2 separate regions of the Arabidopsis thaliana genome follow, and region 1 is linked to region 2. A link is a contact called in public targeted proximity ligation data. All regions are on one chromosome and are shown on one strand. The core of a region is the stretch at or near the end of the contact, and the rest is flanking DNA. Distances in the headings are between cores, read along the strand shown. Region 1 holds the start of AT4G18570 (Tetratricopeptide repeat (TPR)-like superfamily protein). Region 2 holds the start of AT4G18465 (RNA helicase family protein).

Evidence for each region.
Region 1: a targeted proximity ligation map of shoot shows a contact between it and region 2, with 10 read pairs. A contact is called at or near these places in 2 of 26 Hi-C or Micro-C datasets (root and seedling) and 1 of 2 datasets of targeted methods (shoot).

What each region holds. Positions count from the first base shown.
Region 1 is chr4:10,228,920-10,234,551 of TAIR10.1, forward strand. AT4G18570 (Tetratricopeptide repeat (TPR)-like superfamily protein) reads left to right here and starts at 2,299. Exons shown (of 6, transcript NM_117970.3): 1 at 2,299-3,752; 2 at 3,923-4,054; 3 at 4,139-4,320; 4 at 4,406-4,517; 5 at 5,253-5,390; 6 at 5,484-5,632. The coding sequence starts at 2,520. The coding sequence ends at 5,615.
Region 2 is chr4:10,193,258-10,198,920 of TAIR10.1, forward strand. It overlaps AT4G18465 (RNA helicase family protein), which reads left to right and starts at 3,697. Exons shown (of 23, transcript NM_117961.3): 1 at 3,697-3,902; 2 at 3,979-4,123; 3 at 4,446-4,520; 4 at 4,639-4,728; 5 at 4,819-4,898; 6 at 4,984-5,053; 7 at 5,124-5,209; 8 at 5,311-5,380; 9 at 5,477-5,572. The coding sequence starts at 3,799. It overlaps AT4G18460 (D-Tyr-tRNA(Tyr) deacylase family protein), which reads right to left and starts at 3,542. Exons shown (of 6, transcript NM_117960.4): 1 at 3,289-3,542; 2 at 3,138-3,204; 3 at 3,034-3,064; 4 at 2,769-2,909; 5 at 2,650-2,675; 6 at 2,280-2,568. The coding sequence starts at 3,422. The coding sequence ends at 2,506. SNI1 (negative regulator of systemic acquired resistance (SNI1)) reads left to right here. Exons shown (of 15, transcript NM_117959.1): 3 at 95-188; 4 at 280-336; 5 at 432-501; 6 at 586-650; 7 at 746-827; 8 at 921-970; 9 at 1,049-1,192; 10 at 1,270-1,340; 11 at 1,406-1,475; 12 at 1,560-1,625; 13 at 1,742-1,900; 14 at 1,982-2,079; 15 at 2,182-2,405. The coding sequence ends at 2,254.

The sequences.
Region 1 (5,632 bases), core at 1,049-3,548, 34 kb after region 2:
GACAAGTCAGCATCACCAACTTCAAAACTAATGAACCTTATTTAATGTACCGACCAAAAGTTTAACAAAATAAATAGTAAATTTGCTAGATTTTTATCTTCTGATCCAATCTAATCCCTATTACGATGGAATCAAGTTCAAAACAAAAACATGTCACAAGGGATCATAATCGGAAAAGCAATCTTTATGTATAAGATATAGTTAGGTATGTGTACACATGTGTTAATGTGTATAAATTTGTGTATATTTTGTATGTTACAGCAAACTATAGAAGAGACAAGATGTTGATTTTTTGTAAAAGGACCACCTTCAAAATATTATTATTAAGGGTTTTATTAATTGAAACATATACATATATACACACATATGAATAGATATATTCACCCCCACAAGGTTATGTGACATTCTTTTCAATTCTCTGTTCTTTCCCCTTCTTCGACGCTGCTCAACATTAATTTCTCCTTTCACTTTCATAGTAATTAGCTAAGTTTTTTTCCTCAATAAATCAATCTAAGAAACCTCTAAATGACTAAACCACGTATACGTTTATACCTTCTATTTTTTTTTTTGTCTAATACAAATTTAACAATAAAACATTTTATGTTGACAAAAAAAAATACAATCAAAATTTTAATAAAGTGACCCATATTCGAGTTTCAATGATGACTGCAATCAATAAGTTGCATTGTAATTAAGGTTCATTAGATTATCAATATCTCACGTCATTCTACTTCATCATCGATTTGTTTTATAGTTTAATTACAATTACTAAATGAGAGTTGTAGTGTCATTTGTCAAACTTTTTTATTTTTATTATATAAATAGATGTGTTAATTAATTTGTGTTTGATCAAAACACAAATAGAAGTTTAACACACCTTTTTTTCGTCAAGAAGTTTAACACACATGAACACGCAAAAGAAGGGGGAAAGCAATATGCATGATGAGATGTGCTGAGAAAGCAATGCGGGAAAAAGTCAGCATCAAAACAGCTCTTTCTCTTTCCAATTGTTCTATGAGTTTAAATACTGATGGTAAAACAACATATACAATTACAAACTGTTAGGCTACATATCTTAGTCCATATGTATATCACTTGATTAATTAACATTTTATGTACGTATCTAACAAACTTTAATTTTAGATGTGCGAGTTTTATTACATTATTGGCTTAAGTCTTATAACGGGATTAACATCTTTAAAAGATTGCCATTTTTGAACTAATTTCGAAGTAATTTCGGTGACACTAAAAATATCATAATTTTCACACGCACAAACAAAAATTCATGATCTTCAAATCATCGAATGATCATCTTATTAGTTACTTATATTCACAATTTAAAATGCACCTCATACCGTTACTACTTTTTATAATGCAGTGGCTTCGAGTACTACATCTATGATATTACCTATTAGATTGTTCAAATTGTAGTTGATGATGATACGTATATAGAATGATGGAGAACATATTATTAGGTTTACGAATAGTGTCATTTTGACATATGTTACATATTACATATATACACCCTAATTAATAAAAATAATAATTCAACATACAAATAAACCCCTATCTAACACTATGATTAATGAAATGATAATGACTTATATTCAAAGTTTATTAAATTTGAATAAAGGGAAAATTATAATTTTTGTTTGAAAAATAACATTAAAATAGAAAACGTCATTTATTTTGTGAAACAGAAAGAGTACTAATTAAAAGTTACAAATTTAATGTGGGATTTAAATCAGCTTAACTAGCATTGAAACAATTTTAATGTCACTAATGCTGTTATTTACCATTCTTAAACCTTATCGTCAATAACTCTATCACCCAGCTATCATAACAGTTTATTACCATACATTTTTTTTGGAAACGAGTTATTACAAATTTCTTCGAATCGAGTTATTGCCATTTTTACGAAAAATAAAACAAAAATTATAATTGCTCATGATTTCATATTTTTCTATATATGATTCTATGGTCTAACCATTGTCAGCATTTCCGAACACAACTGAAATTGTCAAAGACAAAGGTAATCTAAAGAAAAGAACCAAAGCACTCCAAAGCCTTAAAGTGTTCTTTACTTTGGTTTTAAAATTTGAATCTAAAATGAACAGAAGAACGTTCCTCGTTATATGTGTACACTCTCTCAACACTGTACTTAAAAATAAAATAAAGCACAGTGTAGTTTCAATTTCATATGCTAAATGTAGGATTATTTTTCCAACGGTCGAAAAAAGCTTAAAGCATTTTTAACCAATTCTTTATTTATTTTTTAAAACATTACAAACTTTTCATATTTTTATTACTCTCTCAAGTAGTCTCATCTTCTTCTTAATCCAAAGGCCCAAACTTTGAATCATCACTATCACTCTCTCTCTCTCTCTCTATCTCTCAAGAACTGCACGGACAACGACATGCTTTTAATTTCCATGCAAATCTCTCCTTTCTTCTCAAGTCATTTTTGAAAATCAATCAAAAAACTGAAACTTGGTGGAGCTTTTATCATTCACTCATCAATGGTGGCTGGTAAGGTTCGTGTAACAATGGGTTTTCACAAATCACCTTCTACTAAAAAAACCAAAGACATGCCTTCTCCTTTACCTCTTCCTCCTCCTCCTCCTCCTCCACTTAAACCACCTTCTTCCGGTTCCGCTACTACTAAACCACCGATTAATCCTAGTAAACCGGGTTTCACTCGCTCTTTCGGTGTTTATTTCCCACGCGCTTCCGCTCAAGTTCACGCCACTGCTGCTGCTGCTTCTCATAACGGCGTCGTTTCTGAGCTTCGTCGTCAAGTCGAGGAGCTTCGTGAGAGAGAAGCTCTGTTGAAAACAGAGAATCTCGAGGTCAAGCTTCTTAGAGAATCTGTTTCTGTTATTCCGTTGCTTGAATCGCAGATCGCTGATAAGAACGGCGAAATCGATGAGCTTAGGAAAGAGACGGCGAGATTAGCGGAGGACAACGAGAGATTACGGCGAGAATTTGACCGGAGCGAGGAAATGAGGAGAGAGTGTGAGACGAGGGAGAAGGAAATGGAGGCGGAGATTGTTGAGCTTCGGAAACTTGTTTCGTCGGAGAGTGACGACCACGCGCTCTCTGTTTCTCAGAGGTTTCAGGGTTTAATGGATGTGTCGGCGAAATCTAACCTAATCAGAAGTTTAAAACGGGTCGGGTCGTTGAGGAATTTACCCGAACCGATTACGAATCAAGAGAATACCAACAAGAGCATTTCATCATCCGGAGACGCCGACGGCGACATTTATCGGAAAGACGAGATCGAGAGTTATTCACGGAGTAGTAACTCGGAGGAACTCACTGAGTCATCGTCTCTCTCAACCGTCAGATCTAGAGTTCCGAGAGTCCCTAAACCACCGCCGAAACGGTCTATTTCGTTAGGTGATTCCACGGAGAACAGAGCAGACCCGCCACCGCAGAAATCGATTCCGCCTCCTCCTCCTCCACCTCCGCCACCGCTTCTTCAACAACCACCACCACCTCCGTCTGTTTCCAAAGCTCCTCCTCCGCCTCCTCCACCACCGCCGCCGAAGAGTTTAAGCATTGCGTCGGCGAAAGTGAGAAGAGTACCGGAAGTGGTTGAGTTTTATCACTCGTTGATGCGAAGAGACTCCACAAACTCGAGAAGAGATTCCACCGGCGGTGGAAACGCCGCCGCGGAAGCAATACTTGCTAACTCCAACGCCAGAGACATGATCGGAGAAATCGAAAACCGATCGGTTTATCTCCTCGCGGTAAAAGTTTCTCTTTAACCGGCTCAGTAAATTTCGGTTTAGTTTCTCTGACTTTCTTGCGTCAGTGAGAATTGACTGATCATTCCACTTTTTCCTCGTCCTTTTCCAAGTAACTTTCAAAATTTAAAATCATAAACCGGTTTGATTTAACTTTAAACCGAACATTGCAGATAAAAACCGACGTAGAAACGCAAGGAGATTTCATAAGGTTCTTGATCAAAGAAGTCGGAAACGCTGCGTTTTCAGACATTGAAGACGTTGTTCCTTTCGTCAAATGGCTCGACGACGAACTCTCTTACCTGGTATGAATCAAACTTTCAAATTTTCCCAAAGTTTCTGGAATTATTTAGTTCAAAGTTTGTAAATTTGTTGTTGTATCTTTGAAGGTTGATGAGAGAGCAGTGTTGAAACATTTCGAGTGGCCGGAGCAAAAAGCTGATGCTTTACGTGAAGCAGCGTTTTGTTATTTCGATCTAAAGAAACTCATATCAGAAGCTTCTCGTTTCCGGGAAGATCCTCGTCAATCTTCTAGCTCTGCTCTTAAGAAAATGCAAGCTTTGTTTGAAAAGTAAATAAAAAAAAATCCATTCTTTGATTCATTTCAAATTCAGATTCTTTAGATAACTAATGAAGATCTTTTGTTGATTCCAAAGGTTAGAGCATGGTGTTTATAGTCTTTCGAGGATGAGAGAATCGGCGGCAACAAAATTCAAGAGTTTCCAGATTCCGGTTGATTGGATGCTCGAAACCGGTATTACTAGCCAGGTCAGCAAACTAATGATTCTCGAGATTTACAATTTTACAATCATAATTTATCTCGAGATTTACATTATTGATCCTTCTTCTGTGTTTCTTGCAAGATTTAAATATTGGTTTTGCTTAATGTTTTTATGATGAATACTTAGTTCCCACTTTTTGGTGCAATTATTGCATATTGATTGGATGAAAAAAATACATTTTGGAATATAGAAAACATAGAGGGATAGACAAGAACAACAATTCTGATGGTCCCCAATTTTATGATAAAAGTCAATTGTTGATGGCAGGACATTTGTAAAATTGTTTTTTGATACTGTTCTTCACTCTATTATTGTTTTTTTGCTTGTTTACATGGTAAAACTATTATGTACTACATGACAAATTCAGATATATACAAATATTTAGCAAAAGTAAACTTGAATACATTGTTTACTTTAATGTTTTGTGGGGTTTTCCTATGTGCACGCCTGTGAATTTTCGAGATTTTCTCTATTGTATCTTCTTGTCTGTTTCTTTTGTTGTTGCTTTGGGATTATAATAGACAAATCAATAGGGAATGGAATCAGATTCTCTGAAGACTTTTTATGCCTTCATTGTCACTCTTTGAGTCTTAATGTTTAGTGTAGTGTGCTCAAATTGGGGTCTGTGCAACTTATAAGTCATGCAAATCTCATATTTTTTGAGGAACTTGGAATTTGGTAAAGTATGAATGTTTTGAATTGTTGTGGAATGTGATTTCAGATTAAACTGGCATCCGTGAAACTAGCGATGAAGTATATGAAGAGAGTATCCGCAGAGCTAGAGGCTATTGAAGGTGGTGGCCCTGAAGAGGAAGAGCTAATTGTCCAAGGTGTTCGATTCGCATTCCGTGTTCATCAGGTAAAGTTAAAAGACCTTGATCATCTTCTCTTTCGATTTGGTTCTGTTCTGTTACAATATTAAACTCTTAAAATCTGTTTTGTTTTTGTTCAGTTTGCCGGAGGATTTGATGCAGAAACAATGAAGGCATTTGAAGAGCTAAGAGATAAAGCAAGATCATGTCATGTTCAGTGTCAAAGCCAAACACATCAACATAAACTTTGTTTTCGATCTACCCCTTGTTAAAGAAGCAATCTTAGCTT
Region 2 (5,663 bases), core at 2,447-4,946:
GTAAAAAATAAAAAACTCTGTTTTTCTAAGAAATTTGAAGTTTTTACCTCTAAAAGAGTACTGATTTTGATTTGGGTTTTGTTTAATTTTGAAGCAAAATGTACCAAGCGATTTTCAGGATATTGAGATTTGGTAAAACATTGGAACTTATCACAGCAAGTTTCCAGCTTTTGACTCAATTACATCAGGTACTTGTTGCAAGATTTTGGTAGTGTAATTTGTCCAATAACTTTTATGAGGTTTCAGTGTTTTGCTTATTATGATTATGTTTTGTTTCAGCGGTTTCCTTGGGTTTATGTATCTGATTCAGCTGATCAGTTGGACATCGTTGACGAGGTACTTGTTACAAAAGTTTTGATGTGTTTTTGTTCATTCTTTGTTATGGTGGGGATGGTTGATTTCATGTGTTTGTTTATGGTTTTGTTTTGCAGGCTTGGTCACCGTTTAATTTCGGGTCTGATGTTGATTCTGATGAAAAGGATTTATCAGTGAGAAGCTTATGTAAGGACGTTTGTCTTCTCTTTTTGAGTTAGCTTTTTGTTGGTTCTTGCTAAATATGATTTTTTGTTTGTTTTATGATTTCAGTTTTGCAACAGCTGATTCAGAACATGAACAAAAGAGTTAATGAGTCTGAGGAATCAGATTTAAAGGTTGATTTATTTGTTATGTTGCAGATAAGCTTTAAAAATTGGTAGACTTTCACACAACTTGTTGTTATTTGATTCTTTTGTTTGGATTTCTGCAGATCCTTGGAAATATGTTTCTGTTCAAGTATCTTGCTCATGTTCTTAAGCTAGATTTCACACCCCGAAATCAAGTGTATGAAGGTATAGATTATGTCTTCATAGTTTTAAGATTTCTCTTTATCTTGTTAAGTTTGGGGAAATTCTTAGAACTTTTTGTGTCCTTTTGTGCTCCAGAAACTATGAACTGGAGTCTCTTAAAGGAATCTTTTCTGAATCTACTTCTGGTACATCCCACAATCAATGGCTCAGAAACTAGTATAGTAATTTATTTGTGATTTTTAATGTTATGGTTCTGCTTGTAGGCTTCAAGAAAAGTGAATTTCAAACTTCTAATGAAAGATTATCTATCAACAATGTGTGCATCCATTGATGCTGATGAAAAGTCTATCAGTTTGGTAGAATTGCACAAGGACATGCTTACTGCTATGAAAGAACTTCTAGTAATGGTAAGTTTTCGGTTACCAGAGTATTAGTGTTTCAATTTTCGGAGCTTTTTGCTCTTACGTTTCTGTTCCTTGTTTAGATCATGGAGCTTGATACATCAAAGAAGAAAGCTGACTTAGAAGGGATTACCTCTAGAGGAGATGGCGTAAGGTAATGAGTTTCTGCCTCACTTTTGAATTGTGTTTTCTCCATGTTTGTGATCCAATTTGATGCAGGACCCCTGCAATGGAGATCATTCTCGACGAGCTGACTTATGATGGATACTTGCTGTCAAAATTTCTTCAGGTAAGAGACAAACCACTTCTGAAACTCACTGTGGTCTGTAAAATTCTTCTCTCTGTGGTTCTTGAGTGAAAATTTCTTAATCAGGTTTTCGATGATCCTAAATGGAAGCTAGAGATTGTTCTCCAATACCTTACTAAATACATTCCTAAGGTTTGTTGTTAATTCTCTGATCTCTCGCTCTCTGATTATCTTCTCCAACAAATGATGTACAATATATAGTTATTTCTCTGATTTCTCTCTCTGACCAAATTTCTTTCATGTTGTAGCCTGTTGTACGTACCCGAAGAACAACTGTTCCTCAAGCAGAGGATTCGAAAACACTAAATGGGATCTTGAAGACGTTTTCAAATGGCACAAATCCAAAGAACATCACTAAAAAGATAGGACCTGACATTGTTCAGATCCTCATCGGCCATGCCTTTCTGGTAACACAATAATACCTTTGTTTCTTCTTTCACGTTCTCAGAGCTTTTTTTGGCCTCCTAATGTATTTAACTATTCGTCAGGCTCGGCTTACATTCTCTGACCCTCACGAAGGAGACTCTATTTCAGAGATATGCAGTAGTATCATCTCTGCATTTACTAGTCTAAAGCGAGTAGATCAGTAAGCTGCAGTTTCTTTCACTCTCAGTTTTTTTTCTCTTTGTGCAATCGAGATACTATACCGCTTTCCTTTGTCCAACCGAAAGTTTAATGGTTGTTATAGGAAAATCGAGATTCTACCGTTTGGGAAAGAAGTGTTGTTTACTGCAGGAATGGTACTCAAGGCAAAAGCTTAAAGCATCTAGGAATCAAGATTTTAACAAATCTAGAGACTTCAATTGGATTAGAAGCAAAGAAGTTACAATGTAATGTAGGAATTAAGAGTTACAGATCAATGAATTATGAATTTATATATTCTATAGTTTTGCCAATACAAAATGAGTGATCTTATGATTCTGTTGATGCCTTTTTCTCACTTATGGAACATATCAAGACTTGCTTTAGTAACAAATCCATGCCTGATAAGTTTATGCAAAACAATCTTGGCTTACTTGGTGGATTGAGGTGAGTCGAGCTGCATCGTGACCGGACCATCGTTTACAAGATTGACCTTTGAATATGATTAGAGAACATGTTTTAATCACACAAGATACTAATCAAACCTTGCTATTGAAAGGAGTTATCTCCTTACCTGCATCATAGCTCCAAACACACCATCTGTATTTTAAAAAAGAGAACCAATTTAGTCAAGAAGACTAGAGAAAATGAGAAGTTTTGATTAAGAAAAGATCAATGAGAGTGTGTTTTGACCTTTGACAGCATCAGGATTATATGCTTTCTGGAATTTCTCAACTAAAGAGGCGTAAAAAGGTTTCGCTTTATCAGGTGGCATTGCGACATGAAAATCTGGTTTGTTACCTTTCAAGAATCCGTATAATGTGAATTGACTAACTGTATTAACACACATGATCCAAAGACCAGGGCAAGCAAAGAAAACAAACCTCAGTACATAAACCACAAGCTAAACCTTTCTCTAATCAAATGGTATATGAATAATAAAGAGATGCATCATTACCAAGTAAAACTCCATAATTCCTCTGCATTACCTGCAACAAACAGCATCAAAATTTCCATTTTTTCAAATAACTTGAAAAACAAATTCATTGAAACAAAACTTACATTTTGGTCCCATCCTTTGCCAGTGGTTTCATTAGAGAATAATCTCATGTTTAAAACTTTTCGACATCTATAAACATGTTTCAACTTCAGAATCTGCAAACTTTATAATGAAAATTTAAATGGAAGCATTCATCATTTTGTACAAGCATACATGTAATCAGCGTCAGACTCGGTATCTGATTCATGGATTCCAATTAGTACCAAGAGACCAGGACCAATCTCCGATACGATTCGACCATCCACCGTAACAGAGGAAGATGAGACTCTTTGGATTACAGCTCTCATTGCTCTGATCTGACAATTCCGACGGTGAAGTCGTTGACTTTGGTGGCGTAGATTACGGCGGAGGAGAAAAGGTGAGAGCTTGTTATGGAGTGGTGGAGTAGTGTGGGAAGAAGAAGCAAGACGATACATTTTCTTTTAATTATTAAATAATCCCAAGGAATGGTGAACATATAACCGATATCAAACCGAACCAAATTGATTTTTTTAAATTGAACCGAAATCATTTAAACCAAATGCCTAAAATTTAGACCCGAACCTGTTAATCGCCGGCAACCGTGTCGCCATCGGCGTTAACAACGAAAAGCACATAAGAGAGAAAAAGCCTTCTCATAAACTGAAATAACTGAAGAAGGCAAAGCTCTTGGGCGAAGAAAAGATGGCGTTTTGGAAACCAGGGACCGAGAAACCTCGTTTCGAAGAGGATGGAGAAGGAGGCATAGTGTTCATGTCCAACAATCTCGCATCCTCTTCTTCTTCTAGGTATGCTAATTTCTCTTTCTCTTTGATCTTACTTGTTCAGCAGATGATTGTTATTGTAACTTAGTCGAAATTGTAGCTATGGGTATGCGAATATAGAGAAGCAAAGACAGAGATTGCCAGTGTACAAGTACAGAACTGAGATTCTGTATTTGGTGGAGAATCACGCTACCACCATTATCGTTGGCGAGACGGGTAGTGGTAAAACTACTCAGATTCCTCAGGTTTCTTCTTCATTCTTTGCTCTTCGTTAATATTTTTGGGGAAAGCACCTAGCTTTGCTAATTTCAAGGTTCTTAGACCAGTAGGCAAATTTTGATAGGAGTCAAAGGTTGCGACTTGCGAATTTGGATTGTGATAGTAACTTGCTGATATATTTGCAATGTAGCTAGAGAGAGGCATAAAAGTTACTCAAAATCTTGCAAAATCATGCAATATTTAGCTCAATAGCTGTTGGGGAAGTTGGAGAATTGGAGAAAACTACAATTCGATCAATAGCAAGGTCTTCTTGTTTAGCTCAATAGCTTTGTTTATTATATTTTGTAGTACCTGAAAGAAGCTGGGTGGGCTGAAGGAGGCCGAGTTATTGCTTGCACACAGCCAAGACGTTTAGCTGTCCAGGTTTGTTTTCTCTCCCTAAACAAAATCTTACAACTCAAGTTTGAACTTTGAAGAGTGATATCTCAGCTCAAGTTTTTATATTTGATCACATATATGCTTTGTTTTGTAATTTGCTTAGGCGGTTTCTGCGAGAGTGGCCGAGGAAATGGGAGTGAATCTTGGGGAGGAAGTTGGCTACACTATTCGATTTGAAGATCATACAACTTCCGTCAGACTCTTTCCTTAACGCTCTTCTACTTTTTCTTATGTATGGAGTATTCTGATGATGCTTACAAGATCTTTTGCTTGGTTACAACAGGGTGTGACTAGTGTAAAATTTCTCACAGATGGGGTACTAATTCGAGAGATGATGGAGGATCCCCTCTTGACAAAGTATAGGTAATGATTTTGTTGCACTGTATAATCTGTTCAGATTATGAGTAAATCGTGTTGGTAAAACCTTTTCTTATTTGTCATTGTGCAGTGTTATTATGATAGATGAAGCTCATGAGAGATCTATTTCAACTGACATTTTACTCGGTCTCTTAAAAAAGGTATCTCAGTCAAACACAGTCTTAATTGTTAGTGTACTTTCAGCAACATCTATTTATTATTGATTTTCAGATACAACGTCGTCGTCCTGAGCTACGCCTGATTATATCTTCAGCCACAATCGAAGCAAAAACCATGTCCAATTTCTTCAATTCCAGGTTCTGATCTTACCGAATGGTTATAGTTCTTTTTCCTGAAGTTTAGGGCTCTTGGAATCACTAGTACGATATAATCTTATACATTATGTTAAATTATGTAGCAAAAAACGCCATGCGCCAGAAGGTAGTACCCCTGGACCAAAGTTGGAACCTGCAATCTTATCTGTTGAGGTATATTGTGACTCTCTTGCGTAAGATCATTCTCTGATAACCTATTTTCCTATGTGATATTTAAATATTTTTGTTTTCTTGGTCAAAATTTCTTAGGGCAGAGGCTTCAGTGTGAAAATTCACTATGTCGAGGAGCCTGTATCAGATTATATCCGATCAGTTGTTTCAACGATACTGTTGATTAATGAACGGGTACTTTAAGTTGATGTTCTTATAACCATTCAATGTGTTCAAACTTAGTATATTATTTTCCAGGTATGTTCTTGTATTTAAATTGTCTCTT